Linked DNA regions of Sus scrofa: all the other regions are linked to region 1. A link is a contact called in public Hi-C and HiChIP or PLAC-seq data. All regions are on one chromosome and are shown on one strand. Each heading gives the region's core, a stretch centred on a gene start, on an enhancer-like site or on the middle of the called end of the contact. The rest is flanking DNA. Distances are from core to core; before and after follow the strand shown.

Region 1 (2,700 bases), core at 175-2,674:
CCATACCTCGACCTTCAGCTACACTCTCCAGGATCTTCTCCTCTTCCTTCAGCTGCTTCTCCTTGGCAGACTCTTTGCGGGCTGACAAAAGCAGCAGAAGGTGTCAGAAAGACACTAAAGCAATGTACCAAGCTGAGCCTCCCTCTTGTTGCCCAACTCACCTTCAGCCTTCTCTTTGAGGTGCTGGTGCTGATCCAGAAGGCTGACGTTGGACTGAGGGCCCAGCGGGATGTCGTCCTCATCTCCTCGGGGTTCGCTGCCGCTGTCCTGCTGCTCCTCTTCCGCAGCTCCCTTGCGCCTTCGCTGAAGCAGCTTCTGGAGCTGAGGTTCCACGAGCGCCTCTCAGAGCCGAGTCCAATGCAGAGTGGGGCATTGGACCCAGGGGCAGGTGTCAGGATCCTGGCTCTTGGGAGAGGATCCTGTGCCCCGAGGTGCAGAGCTGCCCCATCCCTCAGATCACGTCGCCTCACCAGTTCCCCCCTTTGCCTGGGGACCATGCTCCTGTATACTGACACCTCACTCTGCAAACCTGGGGCCATCCCCCATGCCACAGCCAAACCCTCATTCCTGCCCTCATTCGTCCCCGCGACCCAGGGCCCTGACCAGCAACTGCCGGCGCTGTCGCAGTGGTACGTAGGGTACATAATCCTCATCGTCCTCATCCTCCGCCTCGGAGCGGCTTCCTGTGGCAGTTGCCTCGTCGGTGCGAGCCCGCTGCAGATATACACGAGTCAAGGCCCAGACTCCCCGACTTCATTACCACTCGCAACCCACGCGGACCCCAGCGAGCAAAGCTCCCACCTTCCTCTCTGGTTCGGATTCCTCCATTCTTTGCTATACGCATGCGCGCCACGGCAAACCCCCGCCCCCCGCCTTTCCTATGATGCTATCCAATCAGATGTGAAGAAGCAGACGTCGGCAGCTAGCAGCGACCTGAGTGCCGGATCGCGCAGAGGGACAAACTTTCTCCTGAGTCCCTGTCTGGCGGAGCCGCATCCCAGTTCCCTGTGGGCGGCTACGCAGCTGTTGCCAGGGCTGAGAGCTAAAGCCTTAGGCAAGGCACCGTTGGACGCTGCAAAATTTGGAGCATGCGCTGAAGGCTCAAGCCGATCCTGTTTGAAGCGTGGAATCTGCTGACTCCGAAGAGGGCGGCTTGCCAGGTGCCCAGCCTCGCCTAAGGCGTGACGTTACCTGGTACACCCCCGCTAGCGGACACTGTCCTCTCGTGGCCAGGGAGCTCTGGGACCGGGCCAGCTGGGATCCCGCCCCGCTCTCTCCAGCCGCCATTAACTCTCACGGGCCACAGGGGTCAGGGTGGGGCTTGCAGAATAAATGACTCAACACATGCTGCCGCCCTGACTGGGATTCTCATCTGTGTGATACCTTATGTTCACGGTGATGAAGAATAAATGAAATACTGATGACGGTGGTTTCTGAGGGGCTGTACATGTATGTAAACGATTATTATTGTAAATGCTGTAACAGAGCTCAGACAGTGATCGGAGAACCAGAGAAGTCTTCTAGGAGAACTGGATCTGTGGAGTCTCAGAGCTGGGAGTGCAGGAGAGGAAGAGAGAGGCTTCGTGATAGAGGGTCCAGTGGGAGTGAAGTTCTGGCCATGTGCAAGTTCCTCAGGGAACAAAGAGATCACTTGGCTTGTATCAGAAGGGGATAGTCAGAGCTAAAGCTGGAAAAGTAGATCCAGAGCATGCAGGGCCGAGACTGTCAGGGTAAGTAATTTCAATTTCATTGGGGCCTTTTATTTTTATTTTCTTTTTAGGGTCGCTCCTGCAACATATGGAAGTTTTCGGGTTAGGGGCTGCAGCTGTTTGCCTACACCACAGCCACTCCACGCCATATCCAGAGCTTCCTCTGCAACCTACACCACAGCTCATAACATTGCGGATCATTAGCCTACTGGGCGGGGCCAGGGATCAAAGCCACATCCTCATGGATACTAGGTTTCTTACCACTGAGCCACAATAGGAACTATCCACTGAGGACTTTTATTTTTATTATTTATTTATTTATTTGTCTTTTTCTAGGGCCACACCCACCAGCATAAGGAGGTTCCCAGGATAGGGGTCCTCCCTGTGATACCTTATGTTCACGGTGATGAAGAATAAAGCCACACAGCCACAGCGACGCCAGATCCGAGCTGCGTCTGCGACCTACACCACAGCTCATGGGAACGCTGGATCCCCAATCCACTGAGCGAGGCCAGGGATAGAACCCAAAACCTCATGGTTCCTAGTCGGATTCTTTTCTGCTGTGCCGTGACGGGAACTCCTCACTGAGGACTTTTTAAAAGGAGCGACAGGTTAGTGCTGTTCTTTTCATAAATACTTATACATGATTTTCATATGATTTTTCATATATATGATTTTTTTCCTTTTTAGGGCCACACCTGTGGCATATGGAAGTTCCCGGGCTAGGTGTTAAACTGGAGCAGCTGCCGGCCTATGCCACAGCTTGCAACAATGAGTGATCCTTAACCCAGTGAGCAAGGCCAGGGATCAACCCAGTATCCTGACGGACCTTATGCTGGGTTCTTAACCTGTTGAGCCACAAAAGGAACTCCCCCTTCATATACTAAATATGAGTATGTGCTGGGCATTGTGCCCAGTGTCGAAGGAGATAAAAGATGAGCAAGACACAAACATGGCTTGTGAGTTTACAGATTAGGGGAGATGGAAACAG
Region 2 (2,700 bases), core at 114-2,613, 37 kb after region 1:
GAAGGCTGTCAAGAGCCATGCCTTCTGGCTGCACCAGCCTCCCAGAGTCCCCTGCTGCCCGATGCAGTGTCTGCAGAGCCAAACGCATCTTCCGCCACGCCTCATCCTCATCCGGCGCTGCATCCGACCCTCCAAGACTCCTGCAGGAGCCTGCCTTTCTTGGCAGGCTCAGCCAAAAAACCAACTCAAAACTCTTTTGTCAGAGCAAGCTTAGGGCGAGCCACCCAGCCCCAGGTGCCATAACCCTCCCAGAGCAACTGTGGCTCATGCCGCCCCAGCTTCGCAGTGAACACTGGCAGGGTACCTCCTATTATTTCCTTTGCTCAAAAGAAAGTGACCTTCTTCCAGGTGGCAAGCTGGAAGCCTTGGAGAATCCTCCTCCTGCTCACTCTTAGCAGGATTCGCCAAACCCAGGGATCCAAGGGTCTGGGTGGACCGCCTTGGGGGTCGAGGCGGGGCGGGAGAGCGGGTATAGGGGGAGAGAGCAGCTTTGCTCTCACTGAGGGTTGCCACCTCAGTGCAGGAGGCCCACCAAACAGTCTCCTAGGCAGCCTGGCTGTCGGCTGCAACTGCTCTGCTGGGCAAGGAGAGGAGGGAGGCCTCGGGAGACATATGCTGGGAGCACAGCTGCCGAGGGGGCAGCGAGGGGAAGGGGTGGAGCCGCTCCCAGGGGGAGAGGGAAGAGGCTGCAGCCTTCCAGGTCCCAGCGCCCCGAGGTAGCCTATGAGTGGGGGAGCATGTGGGCCCAGAGGAGATGAAGGGCACAGGGCTGAGCTGTGGCCCCAGGATCCAAGCGCAGTCCCAGTGGGTGTGCGACCAGAACGTTTCCCGGAGGCGGTGGGAGAGGGTAGGCAGCCTGGCCTCAGGACAGGTCGGGCCGTGCCTCAGCTTTGGACATAAGGGTGCTGGCTCCACTCCCAACTTGGGGGAGAAAGCCTCAGCCCTGGTCCTAAGGAGTAAGGCTCTGACTCCGGCCGGATAAGGATGATCCACCCCCAAGCCCGTCCCAGCTCCGTTCCGGGGTGTGAAAGTGCCCAAGCAGCCAGACTCGCCTCTCTCGCTCCTACCTGGGGGACGGGCGCCAGTTGGAGCTCGTCGTCCTCTCTAGGGCCGTCGCGGTCGGGCTCGGCCGACGCCTCCGGGGATCCTGCACCCGCTCCTGCTTCCAGGCACGGCGGCGGCGGGGGCTCCGGCGCCTGGGGCTTCTGCGGCCCCGCGGCCCGCGCCCGCTCGCGCCGGCCCGCGCAGCCGCTCGGCCTGCTCCGCCTCCGAGTCATGCTGCTCCTCGCTCCGCTCACTCGCTCAACTCGCGCCGCCACCGCCGCCGCCGCCGCCGCCGCTCCCCTCACAGGACAACAGCCAATATGGCGGCGCCCGACTCCCCCTCCGCCGCTGCCAGCAGGTCAAAGGGCACGCGGAGTCCGCGCCGCCGCACTAGCCCCTCGAGGCTGCCTGCGCCATTTTGAATAAGGTCACCACCCGGAGTTTCGTGGGAGAATGAACCTGGTCAGGAAACGCCCACCCTGGGATCCAAGGAATGAGAGAGGGTGTACGCTGTGGTAGCAGTGCTACAAGCCCTGGGCGCTTAATAACTTGCTGTTAAGTGGGTGAGTGAATTAATAATTTCTATAGTGCTACGCTACTTTCACGGCCTCGACCTGACTCCTCGCACCCACATGGTGTGACAGGTATGATAGTTCCCATTTTGCAGTAGAGAAAACCTAGGCTACAGATGGTGAAATGGTTGCTCAACATCGTAGCGAGAACTCATGGGTTCGTTCATAGCCTGAGCTGAAAGGGACGAAGGGATTGTCTAGGTCTTTATTTTCAGTGTATGGTCCACTCAGAGTCTAGCATTTGGTGCTTGCGACAGCGAGACACAGACCTGACTTCTTCCTTAATCTAGTGGGGAAATACACAATTACAAGTGTGATAAAGATGAGATGACTGGGGTACGTACTAGGTCAGTGTTTCCAAGAAAATGGTATGTGTGCAAAAGAATTTTGAGTGGTACACAAAGGAACATTTAAAAATATAATGATTATGGAGTTCTCTTCTAGCTCAGCGGTTAACTTACCCGACTAGGATCCATGAGGATGCAGTTTTGATCCCTGGCCTTGCTCCGTGGGTTAAGAATCCAGCGTTGCCTGGAGTTGCCGTCGTGGCGCAGTGGTTAACGAATCCGACTAAGAACCATGAGGTTGAGGGTTCGGTCCCTGGCCTTGCTCAGTGGATTAAGGATCTGGCGTTGCCGTGAGCTGTGGTGTAGGTCGCAGACGCGGCTCAGATCCCGAGTTGCTGTGGCCCTGACCAGTGGCTACGGCTCCGATTAGACCCCTAGCCCGGGAATCTCCATGCCGAGGGAGCGGCCCTAGAAAAAGGCAAAAAGACCAAAAAAAAAAAAAAAAAAAAAAAAAAAAAAAGAATCCAGCGTTGCCTGGAGCTGTGGTATAGGTCGCAGACTCGGCTCCCATCTCACATTGCTGTGGCTGTGGTGTAGGCCGGCAGCTGTGGCTCTAATTGGACCCCTAGCCTGGGAACTTTTCTATATGCCATGGAAAAAAGCAGAAAAAAAAAAAATATATATATATATAAAATGATTATGTATTTAGTTGTCAAAATGGGTTATTTTCCCTCCCTTTCTTTTTTGAATATATAAGACATGCACATAGGACAAATTTTTTTTTTTTATGGCCACAC
Region 3 (2,811 bases), core at 152-2,651, 64 kb before region 1:
GAGCTAGTTTTCCTACCCTCCACGGAGAGGGAGAGGAATTGGGGGAAGGGCCGCTGGAGCTAGGAGGGCAGGGCCTAGTGGGGCTGCGCATGGGTAGGAGGCTCGGGAAGCAAAGGAGCTGGGATTCAGCAGGCGGAGGCACCTAGAGGAAAGGAAAAGGAGGGATGATCCACGCTCCGCGGAGCGTAAGGCACAGACAAAAGCAGGCTGGTGTAAAGTAGTAGCCGCGGGAACCACCCTCTGGAGCCACCAGTACAAGAGTGGCGGCAACCAGGAGGCCACAGCGCAGGCCGGAATGTTCCACGCTTTGAGCAGCCAGGAGTGGCAGCGGGTACAAGGCCTAGGACGCCAGGGGCTGCCAGGTGTGTATGCATAGAGCTGAAGCTGGGCGCCGGAGAGCAGCTAGTGGGGCTCTAGGAGGTGGACCACCCTATGCCCGCCGCACAGCCGCGCCGTGCTTCCTCCTCAGCGCCTTGGCAGTCTGCTTGTGGGCCTCTCAAGCCCTTTTGGAGCCGGGGAACCCTGAAGCCCACGGATGCGAATCTCACGCTCGCACTGAGGCCGAGCCTGGCCTTCGCGCGCCCTCTGCTGGCCGTCCTGGACACACCTCGTCTGGGAGGCGGCGGCGGCCTGGGCTCAGATCCGGGAAAGCCCTACCAGGGAAACCTCAAGGCGTGACGTCATCCCCTCGGTGACGTCACCGGGCCCCGCGGAGTGCAGGGGTTCCCGCAGAGGAGGCTTCCCCCGGATTGCGCGGGGCACCCGAGCGGGCAGGGAAGTCGTCGGGGGCTGCAGCGCGCCTTCACCGCCCCCTGTGTCTGTCCCACAGGTCCCACGCGGCCCCGGGTGAGGCCCGTCAGCGCGCCTGCCGACGCCATGGGAAGGAGCCGGCGCCGCTGCTGCTGCCCCTCACCGGCGCACGCACGACCTGAGCCCTGCTGCGGGGCCGCAGGTCCCCGAGTGACGCTGGCGGCGCCTGGGAGCGTGGCGCGGGCCCGGAGCCACGTAGAAGAGCCCATTGTCCAGTGAAGCAGCAGAGGACCGCCGCTCGCGTCGCCGCCATGGTTATGTCCCAGGGCACCTACACGTTCCTCACGTGCTTTGCCGGTTTTTGGCTCATCTGGGGTCTCATCGTCCTACTGTGCTGCTTCTGCAGCTTCCTGCGGCGCCGCCTCAAGCGGCGCCAGGAGGAGCGACTGCGTGAGCAGAACCTGCGCGCTCTTGAGCTGGAACCCCTCGAGCTCGAGGGTAGTCTGGCCGGGAGCCCCCCGGGCCTAGCACCGCCGCCACCACCGCACCGCGGCCGCCTCGAGGCGCCGGCGCACGGCCATCAGCACGTGCACGTGCACCCGCTGCTGCATCACGGGCCGACGCAGCCGCACGCGCACCCGCACGCACACCACCACGCGCTTCCGCACCCGCCGCCGCAGCCGCACCTCTCAGTGCCGCCGCGACCCTGGAGCTACCCGCGCCAAGGTAAGTCCCAACCTCTACCAAGGGGCGGCCCGGGCCACTAGGGTGGGAGGGGGCAGGCTCGCTGACGACCCGCGGGATTTCTACTAGGCAGCCTCCCGGAGACCCTAGGAGGAAGCCGACGGGGGTCTGGGCTTGGCGGCTGGCCAAGGCCTCGGCCGGAGTTTGGGGACAGGTGGCCTCACGCCTTCCGACCGCTTCTTACTCCGCAGCGGAATCGGACATGTCTAAGCCACCGTGCTACGAAGAGGCGGTGCTGATGGCTGAGCCGCCGCCGCCCTACAGCGAGGTGCTCACGGACACGCGCGGCCTCTACCGCAAGATCGTCACGCCCTTTCTGAGCCGCCGCGACAGCGCGGAGAAACAGGAACAGCCACCGCCCAGCTACAAGCCACTCTTCCTGGACCGGGGCTACACGTCGGCGCTGCATCTGCCCAGTGCCCCGCGGCCCGCGCAGCCCTGCCCTGCGCTCTGCCTGCAGGCGGACCGCGGCCGCCGGGTCTTCCCCAGCTGGACCGACTCGGAGCTCAGCAGCCGAGAGCCACTGGAGCCCGGAGCTTGGCGCCTGCCGGTCTCCATCCCCTTGTTCGGGAGGACTACAGCCGTATAGAGGGGCGCCCGGCGTCCCGGGCCCCACCCGCGGACTCCTGGCCTGATTGCGGGGCTTTTTAAATGCTTCCCTTGGACTGCAGACGTGGGGGTGGGGGGTTGGGGGGAGGGATTTCTTACCCCGTTTGTTACATTTTGAGGATAATAAAGGTGTGTGATCTGGTTTGGTACAAGCGGAGGGGCACCCACTGCCTACGCCCAAGGTTCTGGTGGCCAGACTGTGGGCCTTGGTGGGACCGAACCTAAATGCACCTCTCAGCTACAAACTGGCTTGGGGATACAGAACTAAACTTGAGGTCAACCTGCTTCAAACCAGAGGCTGGTCCCCATGGAATCCTCAGACCCCACTTTCCTTGCCCATGAGGTCTTGCTTAAAGGCACCCCCTGCAGCTTTAGATGTGGGAAAAGCTGGGAATGGGGTTAGGGCAGGCAGCCCACCCCGGATCAGCCCCTGGAGGCCCGGAGCAGCAGGCCCGAAGGGATCTGGATTTCTTTATTAACAGACATGAGCACGACCTGTTACAGAAGTTTGTGCTTTCCAAAAAACAGTTACTGAACGTGAAAAAGGAACCCAAGCAAAGAGGGAGGAGGTGAAGAGGGACCACCCATAGCCCTGACCTGAATCACGCCTAGGGCCTCCAGCTTGGGACCTGCCCAGCAGGAGGGGGCAGGAAAGGGCCAGGAAGCTGAGGGGCCCCAGCTGGGCCTGCTACTTCCTTCAGGCCAGGT

Evidence for each region. A called contact is a pair of places that touch in the nucleus more often than the background predicts. HiChIP or PLAC-seq counts read pairs in DNA pulled down with a chosen protein or histone mark.
Region 2: an H3K27ac HiChIP or PLAC-seq map of skeletal muscle shows a contact between it and region 1. The contact joins the promoter of FAM193B here to the promoter of DDX41 in region 1. A contact is called at or near these places in 1 of 5 promoter capture datasets (liver), 12 of 47 Hi-C or Micro-C datasets (embryonic fibroblasts, epiblast stem cells, heart right ventricle and 3 more) and 2 of 2 datasets of contacts at active chromatin or transcription factors (alveolar macrophages and skeletal muscle).
Region 3: a Hi-C map of heart right ventricle shows a contact between it and region 1, with 5 times the contacts expected there. The contact joins the enhancer-like site here to the promoter of DDX41 in region 1. A contact is called at or near these places in 1 of 5 promoter capture datasets (fetal skeletal muscle), 2 of 47 Hi-C or Micro-C datasets (blood and heart right ventricle) and 1 of 2 datasets of contacts at active chromatin or transcription factors (skeletal muscle).

What each region holds. Positions count from the first base shown.
Region 1 is chr2:80,431,789-80,434,488 of Sscrofa11.1, reverse strand. DDX41 (probable ATP-dependent RNA helicase DDX41) reads right to left here and starts at 1,424. Exons shown (of 20, transcript XM_021084371.1): 1 at 802-1,424; 2 at 604-714; 3 at 162-321; 4 at 7-81. The coding sequence starts at 828.
Region 2 is chr2:80,395,034-80,397,733 of Sscrofa11.1, reverse strand. It overlaps FAM193B (family with sequence similarity 193 member B), which reads right to left and starts at 1,363. Exons shown (of 11, transcript NM_001243850.1): 1 at 1,068-1,363. The coding sequence starts at 1,277.
Region 3 is chr2:80,495,546-80,498,356 of Sscrofa11.1, reverse strand. DBN1 (drebrin) reads right to left here. Exons shown (of 14, transcript XM_021084369.1): 14 at 2,560-2,811. GRK6 (G protein-coupled receptor kinase 6) reads left to right here. Exons shown (of 17, transcript XR_002341730.1): 16 at 830-1,476; 17 at 1,686-2,252. It overlaps PRR7 (proline-rich protein 7), which reads left to right. Exons shown (of 3, transcript XM_021084393.1): 2 at 830-1,476; 3 at 1,686-2,252. The coding sequence starts at 1,062. The coding sequence ends at 2,083. Among named protein-coding and RNA genes, the nearest start is that of PRR7, 12 kb to the left of the region's middle. Within about 2 kb of position 1,401, at least 40 of the 83 cell types and tissues checked have an H3K27ac peak or open chromatin away from gene starts, as enhancers often do. A contact at or near this core is called in skeletal muscle, where this site is marked.